2 separate regions of the Mus musculus genome follow, and region 2 is linked to region 1. Evidence: chromatin contacts called from public ChIA-PET data. All regions are on one chromosome and are shown on one strand. The core of a region is the stretch at or near the end of the contact, and the rest is flanking DNA. Distances in the headings are between cores, read along the strand shown.

Region 1 (7,429 bases), core at 4,108-6,607:
GAAGACATATTGATAATTATAGACCATAATGACGGCTAAGTACAGAGAGGCACTAGGTCCTTAGGCAATGGGCGTGAAGAACATCAGAGAAAGGTTATATTTGGAGGAGCAATGTTTGAGTTGAGTCTCAAAGTAAATGTGATATATTCAGGACCCAAAAAGGAAAAGGAGAAACCACTACTGAAAGTTGTTCTGTTACTATCACCCAACACTAGGTGAAAAGGAAATAAAGATGATAATGCAAAGGAAGGTGAAGTTATGAAGAGGAGATTAGAGTTTATTAGAGTTTCTTCTGAAGCAAACTAGGGGAAACATTTACTTCTAGTAGTGTTTCAGAGGCTCAGCCAGTTATCATCATGGCAGGAAGCATGGCAACATGTAGGCAGGCATGGTACTGGGGGAGCGGAGAGTTCTACATCTTGTTCTGAAGTCAAAGAGGAGAAAGCTGAATCTCTCTCTCAGGCAGCTAGGAGGAGGGTCTCAAAGTCCACCCCACAGTGACACACTTCCTTCAGCAGTGTCACACCTACTGCAACAAGGACACACCTCCTAATAGTGCCACTCTCTGGGCCAAGCATATTCAAATCACCACACCCTCCAAGTCCACCCACTTCCATGACTATTGACAGGGCCTTCCCAGTGCAGGTCCATTGTAAGTAACCAGTTATCAGTTCATGGTTGCAATGGTTTCATCAAGGCTAGAAGACAATGTTTCACAGCCTTTCACCCTATCTTCCAACTCTTACATGAGTCTTTTTTTTTAATAAAAAGATTTACTTATTTTATGTATATGAGCACACTGTTGCTCTCTTCAGCCACACCAGAATAGGGCATCAGATCCCATTACAGATGGTTGTGAGCCACCATGTGGTTGCTGGGAATTGAACTCAGGACCTCTAGGAAGAGCAGTCAGTGCTCTTAACCACTGAGCCATCTCTCCTGTACTCTTACATGTGTCTTACTCCCTCTTTTGCAACGTTCCCTCAGCCTTAGAGGTGGTGCTGTAAACATCTTGTTTATGGCTAAGTATTAGCCTCTCACTGATTCTTAGCACCTTACACGCCCCTGAGTCCGTAACAAAACTCTTCTCTGCATGAAGCTGAGAATAGCGCTGGTCTAAACATACATATGGGACTAAACATACATATTTAGAAAGTACTTGACAGCATACATATTTACAAAACAGTTTTGTGTTGTAACAATTTAGCTACCCAATATGGGTCTCTAACCTCCTCAGTGTCAGGCACAGGTTCCCTTCCATGGAATAAGCCTCACACCCAGAGGTGGTTATCCCCATAACAATTATGGCACAACTGTATACGTTTGTTTTTCTGGTAGCTTGCTTTTTCTTTTTGTGGTTCACAGAGTTCACAGATAGGTAAGACCCACGATATCTTTTACCCTCCAGGAGCCTACACGGCACCCTCTATGACTTTGACTGCTAGCCAACGGGAAGTTTCCAGCTCAGTCCCAGGTGACATTCTCTGCAACTTGCAACCTGCATGTTATCGTCAGTAAAAGGATATTATTCTCTAACTCTGGTGGACAGCTAAGAGCCTGTATTCTTTTGGGAGCTATCTGGGGCTACCCTAACCAACTCCTCCAGAGATATCCCACACCTAGGTCTTGAAGTTTTGTCTATTAACACACTGCTTCTGGGATCAGCATTATCTAGCCATGCAGTGTTACTCTCTTCAACCTCTGTTTTGTAATAGAGCACTCATGGACACCAGGAGATTAGAAAGGGCCATCATGGTAGGGAGAGCAAATAGTAGAACATAGTAAAAAGGAAAATAAAGAAGATGTATACTATGGAGGGAAAAGTTTAAACAGGGGAGGAAGCAGAAGGACTGTAGTGATGGGGGTGTGTAGGACTACTATGGACCCAACCCTGATTTCTAAAATTTTTTTTTTAATATGGAAGATGACTTACTCATCCATGAAGCTATCCTGGCTAGAATAAATATGAATTTTCAAAATAAAAGAAGGTATGAGAGTTTCATGGGGTTGGAGAGAGCAGCCTCTTGTAACCCCTGGGATTCTGACTAGATACAAAGAGATATCAATACACATTTCATTGATTTTAGGTAGATCTTTTTCATGGTTTGAATACATGCCCAAACCTGAGTGCATAGTGTGTTTGATGGTTTGTCTCCTTTGCTGCTGGTATTGATATTTTATTTTCTTTCTCTGTAGGCACATCATTCACATATGAAATACCTTTTGTATAGCATAATTTGGGGGAGATTGAACAATTTTCTTTTGTTTTTTGTTTTTCTTTCTCACCCTGGTCCTGCTCACTCTGGCTCAAAGATTGATTGATTGATTGATTGATTGATTGATTATATGTAAGTACACTGTAGCTGTCTTCAGACACACCAGAAGAGGGCATCAGATCCCATTACAGATGGTCGTGAGCCACCATGTGGTTGCTGGGATTTGAACTCAGGACCTTTGGAAGAGCAATCAGTGCTCTTAACCACTGAGCCATCTCTCCAGCCCAAGATGAACAATTTTCCAGGAAGAAAATCAAATCAGATTTAGACAAAGATGGAGAAAGCCATCAACTGTGTGTTTGGGGGGTGGATTTCATTGTTGCCATTTGTTTTATGTTGGGGGTTGAAGGCCAGGCCTTGTGTTTGCCCAACTGTGCTTTACCACAGAGATGCTTCAGCCCGGGCTGTGCATATTAAGCAGAATTTCTCAGGTATTTGCATGCATATGAAAGTCTGAGAGATATGGATCAAGGGTTTCACAACTCCGAGAGTTAGGAAATCCACTCGGCATGGCACTGCTGTCAGTTTTTAAGTGAGTATGGTGGAGCAGGAAAGGAGAGAATTGATTAATAACAGAAATCGTATAATATTATAATGTAAATATTATAAAATTAGGGTAAGCATTATTTACATTGGTGTTAAATAACTTGTTTATTAACTGCATATCGTGGTCAAAATATTTGACCCCTCTGACCCCTCTATGGAGTAGCTGAAACTGGAGATAAGGGTCGCCCTCTGGAGGATGGTGATTCTGAATCTGATGATAAAGTCCTTCTTCTGAAATTTTAGTGCGATGCATACCATGAGATGTGAATTTGGAAGAAAACCTAGAGAGAGCAGAGGGAGGAGGAGTAGGTCTGACCTGGCAGATCGTTGAGTCTGCTGCTGCAGTGGACTTGGATGTGGTCCTTTAAGCTGAGCCCCGTAACTGCTGCCGTGGCTTCCTTTCTCCCTCGCTTTCCCATTTCCTTTTACTAAATCTTCACCACTGACAGACACTGAATATAAAGCTCTCCCCGGCAACCAGCAAGAACCCAGAACACTGGTCATTGCCTTGTAAAGTGGGAGAAAACAGCCTCTGCTGGCTTCTAGATGGCTACAGGCACACACACACACACACATACACACACACAGAGACACACATATACACATATACACACACTCACTCACACAAACACACAGACATACACATGCACATACAAACACACATACACATGCACACATACAGATACACAGAGACACACAGACACACAGACAAACAAACACAGACTCAATTCAAACACACACACACACACACACACACACACAGAGACAGGCACTCACAGAGACACTCACACAGACACACACATGTGCACACACATGCACACACACACATACACACACACAGATATATGCATACACACACACACACACCCCAAAACAAAACCTTGGACTCCATGTTTCATTATGAGACCCACTGCCTCATGAAGTCTAGAACATGGAAGTCATATTTCTTTAAGCACAGTGGGCCTTCCCACTGGGCTAGATTTTATTTCTAAAATGACCGTGGAACCAAGTAGTATTTGCAGCAGCAGGGTGGCAAGCCTAACAGGTAAAATAGTTTAGCGATGGACCTCCAGAACTATCAAGTGCTTGATCCCCCACCCCCAAGATGGATTCAGACTGTTAATGCAAAACAGAAACAAGAGACTAGGGGTAGGGGGCATCAGGGGACGATGGCTCACTCCAGTAAAGTACTGGCCACACAAGTATAAGGCCCTGGGGTCAGATCCTATGCACACAAGCAAAAGCTAAATGTAGAGATGCACACTCAGAATCGCAGCATTGGGAAAGTGACTGGAGGCTCCCTGGGGATCATTGACCAGGCTAGTCACACTAGCCAGCTCCTGGTTCTGTGATTACAGTGAGCAGAAGCAAGGGGCCATCAGAAGTTGGTTCTGGCCTCCTTACAGGCACATTCACGTGCACCCACACACACGTGGACATAGGCAAACCTCTCTCTCTCTCTCTCTCTCTCACACACACACACACACACACACACACACACACACACACACACACACACCTATACACCAAAATAATAACACTAATATGCCAGTCAAGACAATGCTTGACACCTGCTTGCCATTGATTATAGAAGTCCTATGTTAGGTAAGTCCTGTGTTCCTCCAGCTTTTTCCACTCAAGGGAGAACTTAGGTGCTTTCCTTAAGTGAATATTAATGACCAGCTATGTGATGTGCCACTCATAAAACTCTACTGTGTTTTGTCATCTTATTTCTTAATGGTGTTGAAGTTTCCCTAAATCATTGAAGATGTTAAGAAAGAAAGCAAATATGAATGCTTTTTTTTTGTTTTAAGGGGAAATGTCAGGTGTTGAGAAATATTTCTTCTTAGTCAAGACATCAATAATTGAAACCTACAAATTTAGCTTCAGAGATAGTAGGTAAGGCAAAACTCTAAACTGGGGTCTTCTCTCAGTTTGTTCATTTATTGTCTATTATTAAGTGTTGGCCAATCGAATTGAGGACTCACTATCATTTGTGTTCATAGAATGAAAGCCCCTTTTCTTTGGGATGGGTCATATACAATGAATACCTAAAGTGCTGGAGACTCAAACTAGAGGCATTGTTCTGAATAGTCTTTTCCAGCCGATGATGCTTCTCTGTGTCGTCTGCTGTCACGTGTAGCGCATATAATGTCACATGCATTCAGTTCTTTACCCCTCCACTGAGACTTCAAAGAAGAGTCAGAGGCCCAAACATCCGAAAGTCAGCAATTTGGGGCATTAGAAATGTCCTTAGCTCAGCATGTGTGCTGTTAATAAATAACAGGTTTAGAAGCTCGCTTTGCCTTTGCAATGTTTTAAAAGGGAGGGAAAAAAATTAAATTGCAGAGGATTGAATACATTTTAACCACAATGGTTGATAGGGTTTCAGTATAAATCCAATTTTTTAGCAATTTATAAACATGATATTTTGGTAGTAATAGGGCATTTTGAAACTATCCACATTCATGAACTTTAAAAAAAAAAAAAAAAAAAAAAAAAGATGTGTGTGCCAGACTGACTAAAACCATCATTTATTTACTCTGCAGACGCTGCAACATTTCACTGATAGAAAACCACACGGGGCACGCTAACTACCTAACAATCACTCACTCAACAGATTGTTTTAACATCTATTATTTTTAAGGCATTTGTGGGGATGAAAATGAAAGTCTTTGCACAATTTCAGGGCCATTTTTCTCGACAGGGAATTTTGAGTCTGGGCCGGTTAAGGACTGATAAGCTAGTGTGCGGCTGGGTAGCATGGTATCAAATCCCTTCCTATGCTTGGCGGTTGAAAATTATATCACCAATGGGTGTCCATCAGTGAGCTGTTTTGGAGCGATAAAGTGAACTTTTTATCAGTGAAATTCCCTTGACACCATATGATGCTTGTCCACGTATTTCATGGTTTACCGATAGTCTTCTTTGTACCCCTCTCTTGGAATGTAAGCTCTGTGCAAGCAGACATGTTGTGGATTTCATCCAGTGTTCCATCGTTAGTGCCGGTGAGTATCCGGCATGTGTTTGTGCTACACAGGAGCGTATCAGATGAATACAGAATGTATCTAGATGAAAGAGCTCCAAAAATCTACATTAAAGTGAAGGAAAGAAGGTCCAGTGGCAATCTATCCTTCGTGTACAAATGGATGCGTACCGTGCATAAACACACACATGAAGTCTGAGCGCACGCATGTGGGGCCGTCCAGAGACTCGCTGAGAGAACACCCAGGAAAGTGGTCCACAGGTTGTCTCACGTGAGGCAACACAACAACATACCTGGCCATCAGGAGTGGAATTCCCTCACCCCCACTTTCTCCCTGTAGCTTTGAATATTAGACCCTATAAAACATTAAAAAAAAAAACACATGAAAAACTAACTTTAAAACCTTCTGTCTTAAGAGGCTGGAGGGAGGGCTCAACAGTTAAGAGCACTGGCTGCTCTTCCAGAGGACCTAGGTTCAATTCCCAGCACCCACATGGCACTCGCTACTCTTTGTATCACCAGCTCCGGGTGATTCGACATTCTTACACAGACATACAAGCAGGCAAAACACCAATGCACTTAAAAGAAAAATAAATCACTTTTTAAAAGTTGGTGGCGCACACCTTTAATCCCCACACTTGGGAGGCAGAGGCAAGTGAGTTCAAGGCCAGTCTAGGGGTCGGAGAATGGCTCAGCGGTTAAGAGCATTGACTGCTGTTCCAGAAGTCCTGAGTTCAATTCCCAGCAACCACATGGTGGCTCCCAACCATCTGTAATGGGAACAGATGCCCCCTTCTGGTGTGTGTGAAGACAGCTACAGTGTGCGCACATATATAAAATAAATAAATTAAAAAAAAAAAAAAGGTCAGAGTGAGACCAGGAAAGGAGGAGGAGGAGGAGGAGGAGGAGGAGGAGGAGGAGGAGGAGGAGGAGAAACAAAACCCACCACCAACAAACAAACAAAGCAAAAACAAAACAAATCTGGTTTAGAGAATGAATTGAAGACTACAGAAGCTTCTGAGGCAGAATTAATTGGCAGAAAAAGCCCAAGAAGTAAACCATCAGAGTTGAACATTTTAGGGAGGGGATAAAATTCTTTCACACCTTGCCCCGGAGCCCGGGAGCTTGTGACCTCACCACATCCTCAATGCCAGGTTCTAAAGGGCTCCACTGTCCCCTTTCTCTACTCCGTGCCAGTCGAGTCTACTTGAAGAGTCTCTTCATTCCTGGTGAATCTTGTCTTTCCTTGTTCCGAGCTCCCACCTGCAGTGAGTTCTTACTTCATTCCAGAGCTGGGTACTACCCTGTCTTTCAACTTAGATTTTTCTCTAGCCACAACTGCAGTGCTCTGTGAAGGTGGGGCCGTCACTTCTGTCTACTCACCTACAGCAACGTGGCTTGATTGGGAATTCTGAGGACAGTGTTTTGAGCGGAGAGACCTGGCTATGGGTTTTAACAGATCAAACCAAATCAAAGTGGCACCAGATCCCAAAACAGACCAGTTTTTCCAGAAGACTCCCTGACAATTCACAGATTCAACCTACCTGAGTCAGAGTGACAAGGAAGTCCCTGCCTTAATCCGTACAAAACAAAAGCTGAGCTAACTGTCAGTTCTTCCTCT
Region 2 (7,429 bases), core at 3,291-5,790, 82 kb after region 1:
TTGGGAGGCAGAGGCAGGTGGATTTCTGAGTTCGAGGCCAGCCTGATCTACAGAGTGAGTTCCAGGACAGCCAGGGCTACACAGAGAAACCCTGTCTCGAAAAACCAAAAAAAAAAAAGGAAATGCTTTTCTAGACTTCTGCTGGAGGGATGGCTCAGCCATTAAGGGCTAAGTTCATAACCAAAATATTTCAGTATTAAACTTTAAAACACGGTTGGTTTGGGCTGAAAAGCCAGATTGAGGTTCGTTTTGTTTGCTTGGCGGTGTGCCCTGTTAAGTGCAAGCACGGCTGCTCTCCGTAGCTCCCAGGCAGGCACTGTTCTGCCTCTCTGCAGGTTGTAGTTGTGTAGTGACACGCATGCACAGCTGACGTCTTATATTTTGCTTTACAGGACCCGTCGAGAACAGTTCCAGGCAGATACAAAAGGTAAGAATCTTTGTGTTGTAACTTGCAGGCTCGAGAATAGTGCCTGTCTCAATCGGACTTTAACTAACTAGAGCTGTTTCAAGTAATTTGTCAAAAGCAACAAACCTTAATACTGCATTCTTAAAAAGAAATTCCTCGCTGGGCAGTGGTGGCGCACGCCTTTGATCCCAGCACTTGGGAGGCAGAGGCAGGTGGATTTCTGAGTTCGAGGCCAGCCTGGTCTACAAAGTGAGTTCCAGGACAGCTAGGGCTATACAGAGAAACCCTGTCTTGAAACATCCCCCCCCCCCCAAAAAAAAAAAAAAAGAAAAAAAGAAAAAAAAATTCCTGGGCCTGGAGAGATGGCTCAGCAGTTAGCAGCACTGGCTGCTTTTCCAGATGTCCTGAGTTCAGTTCCCACCCTGCTGGCTCACAACTGTCTCTGACTCTAGTCCCATTTGACTGTATGTGCGTGGGATCTTGTGGTGTACATGCATGCAGACAGAACATCCATATGTGTAAAATGCATACTTAAATAGATTTTAAAAAATACTTTAAAAAATAGAAATGAAAGAAAAGAGAAAGAAATTCCCTCGTAGACAGAGTTGTGGCATCTGTCAGCCACAATCTTGTTTCTGACCTATTCCGGACGCGTAGTTACACACTGACAATACAAGGCCACCAAATGGAATGACAGAATGCCATTAACTAGAAGTTTGTAGAGGCCTGAAGTGGATGACTAGAACCAGCTTGTCCGAGGCAGGGGTGGGGATGGAAAAGCGGAGCTGGAGGTGGCGTTGGCGAGGTGGCATTGGCAGTGGTAGTGATGATACGTGCTGGGGACCTATTTAATAGGTCTAAGACAGTCACTAATAGGGATTCTGAGCTTTAATATAAAGCGAGCACAAGTAAAATGTGATATTTTTTAAATTTTTTTATTTTTTAATTTTTTGGTGGGATCTATGATAAGGGGAGGACCTATGTGGAGGAGCGGAACACCTACACGTATCATTCTGACCCATAGAAAGCACTGTGTTTGCTGGAGCTTGTATGTGTCTGTCTTTATGTGTGTGAGATGAAACACACTTCTTTAATCTAGCACTGAGTAGCTTCTATGTACCATGAGTAAATGAACCCAAACAGAACGACGTTTCTTTTGTCAGACCGAATTAGCTTTGACTTGACTTTTTGTTTTTGTTTGTTGTTTTTGTTTGTTGTTGTTTCCAGGCAGGGTTTCTTTTTGTAGCCCAGGATGTCCTGGAACTGTAGACCAGGCTTGCCTTGAACTCACAAAGATCTGCCTGCCTCTGCCTCCCAAGTTCTAGGATTAAAGTGGAGAGACACCATAGCCCTGTGACATATTTTCAAATAAAAAAGAGAAGTTATTGTTTGGAAAACAAAGATAAAATGTGATAATCTATCAACCGTGTTACACAAACTTAAATCTAGTCAAAATTTAAATTATAAGCAGCATTTTTATATTTGTGGTTTTGAATTGAAATAAATGACAGAATACTTAGGGTTTGTTGGTTTAGTTTAATTTAGTTCTAGGTGGTTTTTGTTTTGTTTTTGTTTGTTTGTTTTGATATTGTTGTTGTTTTGAAATTAGTTTTTACCGGGGGTGGCAGTGGAGGCTAGAGAGATGGCCCAGCAGTTTAGAGTGGGGCTTGCTTTTGCAGAGGGTTAGAGTTTGATTCTTAACACCACATCAGGCAGCTCTCAACTGCTTGTGGCGCCATCACCCTCCATGGCACTGCACTTATGCTGTGCACACACAAAACGCACATCCACACACACAACAGTAACAAAAATAAAGAGTTCTCCCCAAAGCTGTTACAAAGTTGCCATTTTGTCCAATTAGTAAGAAGTTGTTTTCCGGGGGCTGGTGAGATGGCTCAGTGGGTAAGAGCACCCGACTACTCTTCCAAAGGTCCGGAGTTCAAATCCCAGCAACCACATGGTGGCTCACAACCATCCATAACGAGATCTGACTCCCTCTTCTGGAGTGTCTGAAGACAGCTACAGTGTACTTACATATAATAAATAAATAAATCTTAAAAAAAAAAAAAAAACTTTAAAAAAAAAAAAAAAAAAAAGAAGTTGTTTTCCATGATGTGTTTTTTTTTATTTTTTATTTATTCTCAAAGATTTATTTATTTATTTCATGCATATGAGTACACCACCATAGCTCTCTTCGGACACACCAGAAGAGGGTACCAGACCCTATTGCAGATGGTTATGAGCCATGCTGTGGTTGCTGGGGATTGAACTCAGGACCTCTGGAAGAACAGTCGGTACTCTTAACCGCTGAGCTATCTTTCCAGCATGTGTTTTTTTATTTTTAAGGTCTAAAAACCATTATTTTCTTTGTGATACATTCATCTGCATACACTTTTATTTTTGTAGCCTAAAGCAGGAGACACGTTACTTTTCAGCTTTCAAGATTTAGCCCTGTTTATTATTCCCAAGCATACTTTTAAATAGCCAAAGCATCTGAGAGGACCAAGGAAATGGCGAGTTTGAGGCTAGCCTGAGCTAATAGGGAGACCCTGCTTAAATGAGTAAATACTGAAACTTAAATTTGTAATAGTACTTTTATTGAGTTGTAATGAGTCGATTTTAATGTAGTCTAAGAAGCTCTGTACAGAGCCCAGACTCATATCTGAAATTATCCATTCTTTATCTCCCGGGGTTATCTTACATAGTCTGTCAACAGTTCATTACTCTCCCTAGTCTGTCAGCAAGTTGTAGCAGTGATCAGAGACCTGGTGTTTCTTGACGAGGGTGTCTCTTGACAAATGGGGATGACAGAGATGAGGAATGGCCTAAGAGATAAAACACTGGTATCACACGTCAGACACAGCTTTCCATAAACTAAATGACTTGTAGAGACACACAGATGGCAATAACTCTGAAAAGTCTCTAGGGGTTTCAAGTCTCTGGCCCTGTGGGCACTTCTCTCTCACTAATTACAAATGTCAAGAATGCTGAGTTTTAGCTCGGTGAAGCACCAAGCGGGCACTGCGGTGCTTTACAGTGCAGGGGACCCTTGTTCCTCTAGGAAGTCCCACACATACTATTCTTGATTTTTAATTTCATCCGTTTGGAGATGAGCTCCGTGACGTTTCTGATACTCCGTTTAGGAAAGATGGATCAACGGCAGGCGTTTGGGGTTTTCTTTTCCCAGTGTGTAATTCTGTCAGTAGAATGCTTCCTTGGTGAGGTTTCCAGTACATTGGTTAAACTTTGAAGAAAGAGAGACTAAGTCCGGAAGGATGTGGTGAGGGTGGGAGAGTTGGCTACCCTTCCACCTTTATTTGGGTACCAAGGATTAAAGTCGGGTGGCCAGGTGCAGGCAGAGTCACAGCCTGGACTGCTTTGCACGACGATTTTCCTCCCACCTCACTATGGAATGCGGAGATGATACCCCACTTGCAGCCGTGTATGGTGAGAGGGTTTAACCACTGAGCCATCCTGTAGGGCCTCTTTTCTGCCTTTTAAAGCAGTGTGTGTTTCTTCATGAAAATGTGACACGTACAGAAAATTGGTATTAATAAAACGCAATCCTATCATCTAAACCAAACGTGACTGCTATCATTTTTTATCGCTGATTCATTTTATAAATGGCTTTTTATCTCGTACAGACAGCAGTAGATGTACAGTTAGTTCCGTATCTAGTTCCATATCCCCTCAGCTCCTCACTGTAACGTGGGTGTCTGCAACTTAACTTTCAGTCCGATAAACTAGGGCTGCCCTCAGCCGCGTCATCTGTGTTTCTTCAACACACCCAGCACAGGAGTACACAGGAGTACACACTACCTCTGGTTCGGGAAGCCACGGTTGCTTTTTAACTTGAGGAAAGCATGTCCATGGTTCTTTTTCTTAAAGGCCAACATTCTCTTTAGAGTCAGCCTCCTCTGGTGTACGTTAAAGCCTGCTGCGGAGATCCATTCTTATTGATGCGTTAGGGGACAAACTAACCCTTCCTCAGAATTGACATGCTATGTGCATATAGAATGGCGCCCACTTTCCCTTACGTGGGAACATAGAGCGCACAGCCAGGTGTATGCTGCCCACGTCTGTCAGCCAGCTCAGTGTTAGTGGCAGCCTGCTTTCCCTGTGGGTGGCGTAACTTCCACTTCTCCTCCACTTCCCTCCTCCTCCTCACACCCCACGGTGAATCATGAGCTACGTGTAGTTCTTGTGACGCCCGCTTCCGTAAACACCCGTCACTGTTCTATAATAAAATGCCATATTGATGTTTTTCTTGAGTCTTTAGCATATTTAGCCCTGTGGTAATGTTTCTCTTCCGTTCTTTTCCCCACCTTTAAATGTGTCCCTGGAAGTAGTTTTTGAGATCACGTCCTGGGCTCCATTTTCTCTATAATCCTTCTGTTGGTGCTGAGTGGTTTTGCATCGTACGCTGGTTGCCACAGGCACACACTGCAGTCCAGAAGGCTTACCTCCGGGCACATGCCTTAATAAACTACGCCTATGCCTTTGTTTGTGTGGGAAGACTTCTCTTATCTAGAATAAATGTGTTTGATTTGAGATACTCTGAACAAACCCTTTTTTTTTAGGTTTAAAATTTTTATTTTGTGTACGCCTGTGCATGCCCACCACCATATGCACAGCTGGTGCCCGCAAAGGTCAGGAGAGGTCTGTGTGACTGGCCCCAAAGAACTGGACTTAGATGGTTGTGAGCCGCCATACGAATGCCAGGAACCAAATCTGGGTCCTCTACAAGAGCAACAGGCGCTCTTAACCACTGAGCCAGTCGCCCTGCCCTGGGACAAATACTCTTTTTTTTTTAATAAATTATTTTCTACTATAGTTTTTTAGGATTGTAGGCTGGGGGTGAGTTCCCATTCAAACCTGTTTAGTTGGAAGAATCTGATAGATACCCAAAATGAGAGCTACTCATACGTCTTCCATTTCTTTCTTTTTTTTTTTAAAGATATTTTCTTCATTTACATTTCAAATACTATCCTGAAAATCCCCTACACTTTTCCCCCACCCTGCTCCCCAACCCACCCACTCCAGCTTCCTGGCCCTGGCATTCCTCTGTACTGGGGCATATAATCTTTGCAAGACCAAGGGGCCTCTCCTCCCAATGATGGCCAACCAGGCCATCTTCTGCTACATATGCAGCTAGAGACATGAGCTCCGGGGGTACTGGTTAGTTCATATTGTTGTTCCACCTATAGGGTTGCAGACCCCTTCAGCTCCTTGGGTACTTTCTCTAGCTCCTCCATTGGGTGCCCTGTGTTGCATCCAATAGATGAATGTGAGCATCCACTTCTGTGTTTGCCAGGCACTGACATAGCCTCACAAGAGACGGCTATATCAGGGTCCTGTCAGCAAAATCTTGCTAGTGTATGCAATGGTGTCTGCGTTTGGTGACTGTTTATGGGATGGATCCCTGGGTGGGGCAGTCACTGGATGGTCCTTCCTTCTGTCTCAACTCCAAACTTTGTCTCTGTAACTCACTCCATGGGTATTTTGTTCCCCATTCTAAGGAAGAACGAAGTATCCACACTTTGGACTTCCTTCTTCTTGAGTTTCATGTGTTTTGCAGATTGTATCTTGGGTATTCTAAATTTCTGGGGTAATATCCACTTAGTAGTGAGTGTATATCATGTGAATTCTTTTCTTTTTCTTTTTCTTTTTCTTCTTCTTTTTTTTTTTTTTTTTTTGTTTTTTGTTTTTTTGAGACAGGGTTTCTCTGTGTAGCCCTGGCTGTCCTGGAACTCACTCTGTAGACCAGGCTGGTCTCAAACTCAGAAATCCGCCTGCCTCTGCCTCCCGAGTGCTGGGATTAAAGGCGTGCGCCACCACACCCGGCTGTGAATTCTTTTCTGATTGGGTTACCTCACTCAGGATGATATCCTCCAGATCCATCCATTTGCTTAAGAATTTCATAAATTTATTGTTTTTAATAGCTGAGTTGTACTCCATTGTGTAAATGTACCACATTTTCTGTATCCATTCCTCTGTTGAGGGACATCTGGGCCATCCAGTGGAAAAAAGACAGCATTTTCAACAAATGGTGCTGGCTCAACTGGTGATTATCATATAGAAGAATGCATATTGATCATTCTTATCTCCTGTACAAAGCTCAAGTCTAAGTGGATCAAGAAGCTCCACATAAAACCAGAGACACTGAAACTTACAGAGGAGAAAGTGGGGAAAAACCTCGAAGATATGGGCACAGAGGAAAAGTTCCTGAACAGAACAGCAATGGCTTGTGCTGTAAGATCGAGAATTGACAAATGGGACCTCATAAAATTGCAAAGCTTCTGTAAGGCAAAAGACACAGTCAATGAGACAAAAAGGCCACCAATAGATTGGGAAAGGATCTTTACCTATCCTAAATCTGATAGGGGACGAATATCCAATATATACAAAGAACTCAAGAAGGTGGACTCCAGAAAATCAAATAACCCCACTAAAAATGGGGTACAGAGCTAAACAAAGAATTCTCCCCTGAGGAATACCGAATGGCTGAGAAGCACCTGAAAAAATGTTCAACATCCTTAATCATCAGGGAAATGCAAATCAAAACAACCCTGAGATTCCACCTCACACCAGTCAGAATGGCTAAGATCAAAAATTCAGGTGACAGCAGATGCTGGCGAGGATGTGGAGAAAGAGGAACACTCTCCATTGTTGGTGGGATTGCAAGCTTGTATAACCACTCTGGAAGTCAGTCTGGAGGTTCCTCAGAAAATTGGCCAAATACTCTGAAATGAACTGAAATGTATACATTTCAGAGTATAGGAGAGATGCAGGGATAAGTCCATCTTAGTGACTAAGAAAACCTTGGAATGAAAAAACATGAGATGGAAAGACAGCCAGTCCTTTGAGATGGGGCTGTGGTCTTTTAGAGAAAAGCGATAAGACAAAAAGGTCCTCCCTGTAGGAGCTGGAGAGATGGCTCAGTGGTTAAGAGCACCGACTGCTCTTCCAGAGGCCCTGGGCTCAATTCTCAGCACCCAAGTGTCTGTAAGTGCAGTTCCAGGG

What was found. ChIA-PET counts read pairs in DNA pulled down with a chosen protein or histone mark.
Region 2: an SMC1A ChIA-PET map of the G1E-ER4 cell line shows a contact between it and region 1, with 9 read pairs. The contact joins two enhancer-like sites. A contact is called at or near these places in 2 of 15 datasets of contacts at CTCF or cohesin (CD8 T cells and the G1E-ER4 cell line), 2 of 484 Hi-C or Micro-C datasets (Sertoli cells and nephron progenitors) and 3 of 115 datasets of contacts at active chromatin or transcription factors (embryonic stem cells and stem cell-derived neural progenitor cells).

What each region holds. Positions count from the first base shown.
Region 1 is chr10:108,308,969-108,316,397 of GRCm38.p6, forward strand. No RefSeq gene overlaps it. Among named protein-coding and RNA genes, the nearest start is that of Pawr, 20 kb to the right of the region's middle. Within about 2 kb of position 5,358, at least 4 of the 459 cell types and tissues checked have an H3K27ac peak or open chromatin away from gene starts, as enhancers often do. A contact at or near this core is called in the G1E-ER4 cell line, where this site is marked.
Region 2 is chr10:108,391,306-108,398,734 of GRCm38.p6, forward strand. Pawr (PRKC, apoptosis, WT1, regulator) reads left to right here. Exons shown (of 7, transcript NM_054056.2): 4 at 393-427. Among named protein-coding and RNA genes, the nearest start is that of Gm36283, 22 kb to the right of the region's middle. Within about 2 kb of position 4,541, at least 4 of the 459 cell types and tissues checked have an H3K27ac peak or open chromatin away from gene starts, as enhancers often do. A contact at or near this core is called in the G1E-ER4 cell line, where this site is marked.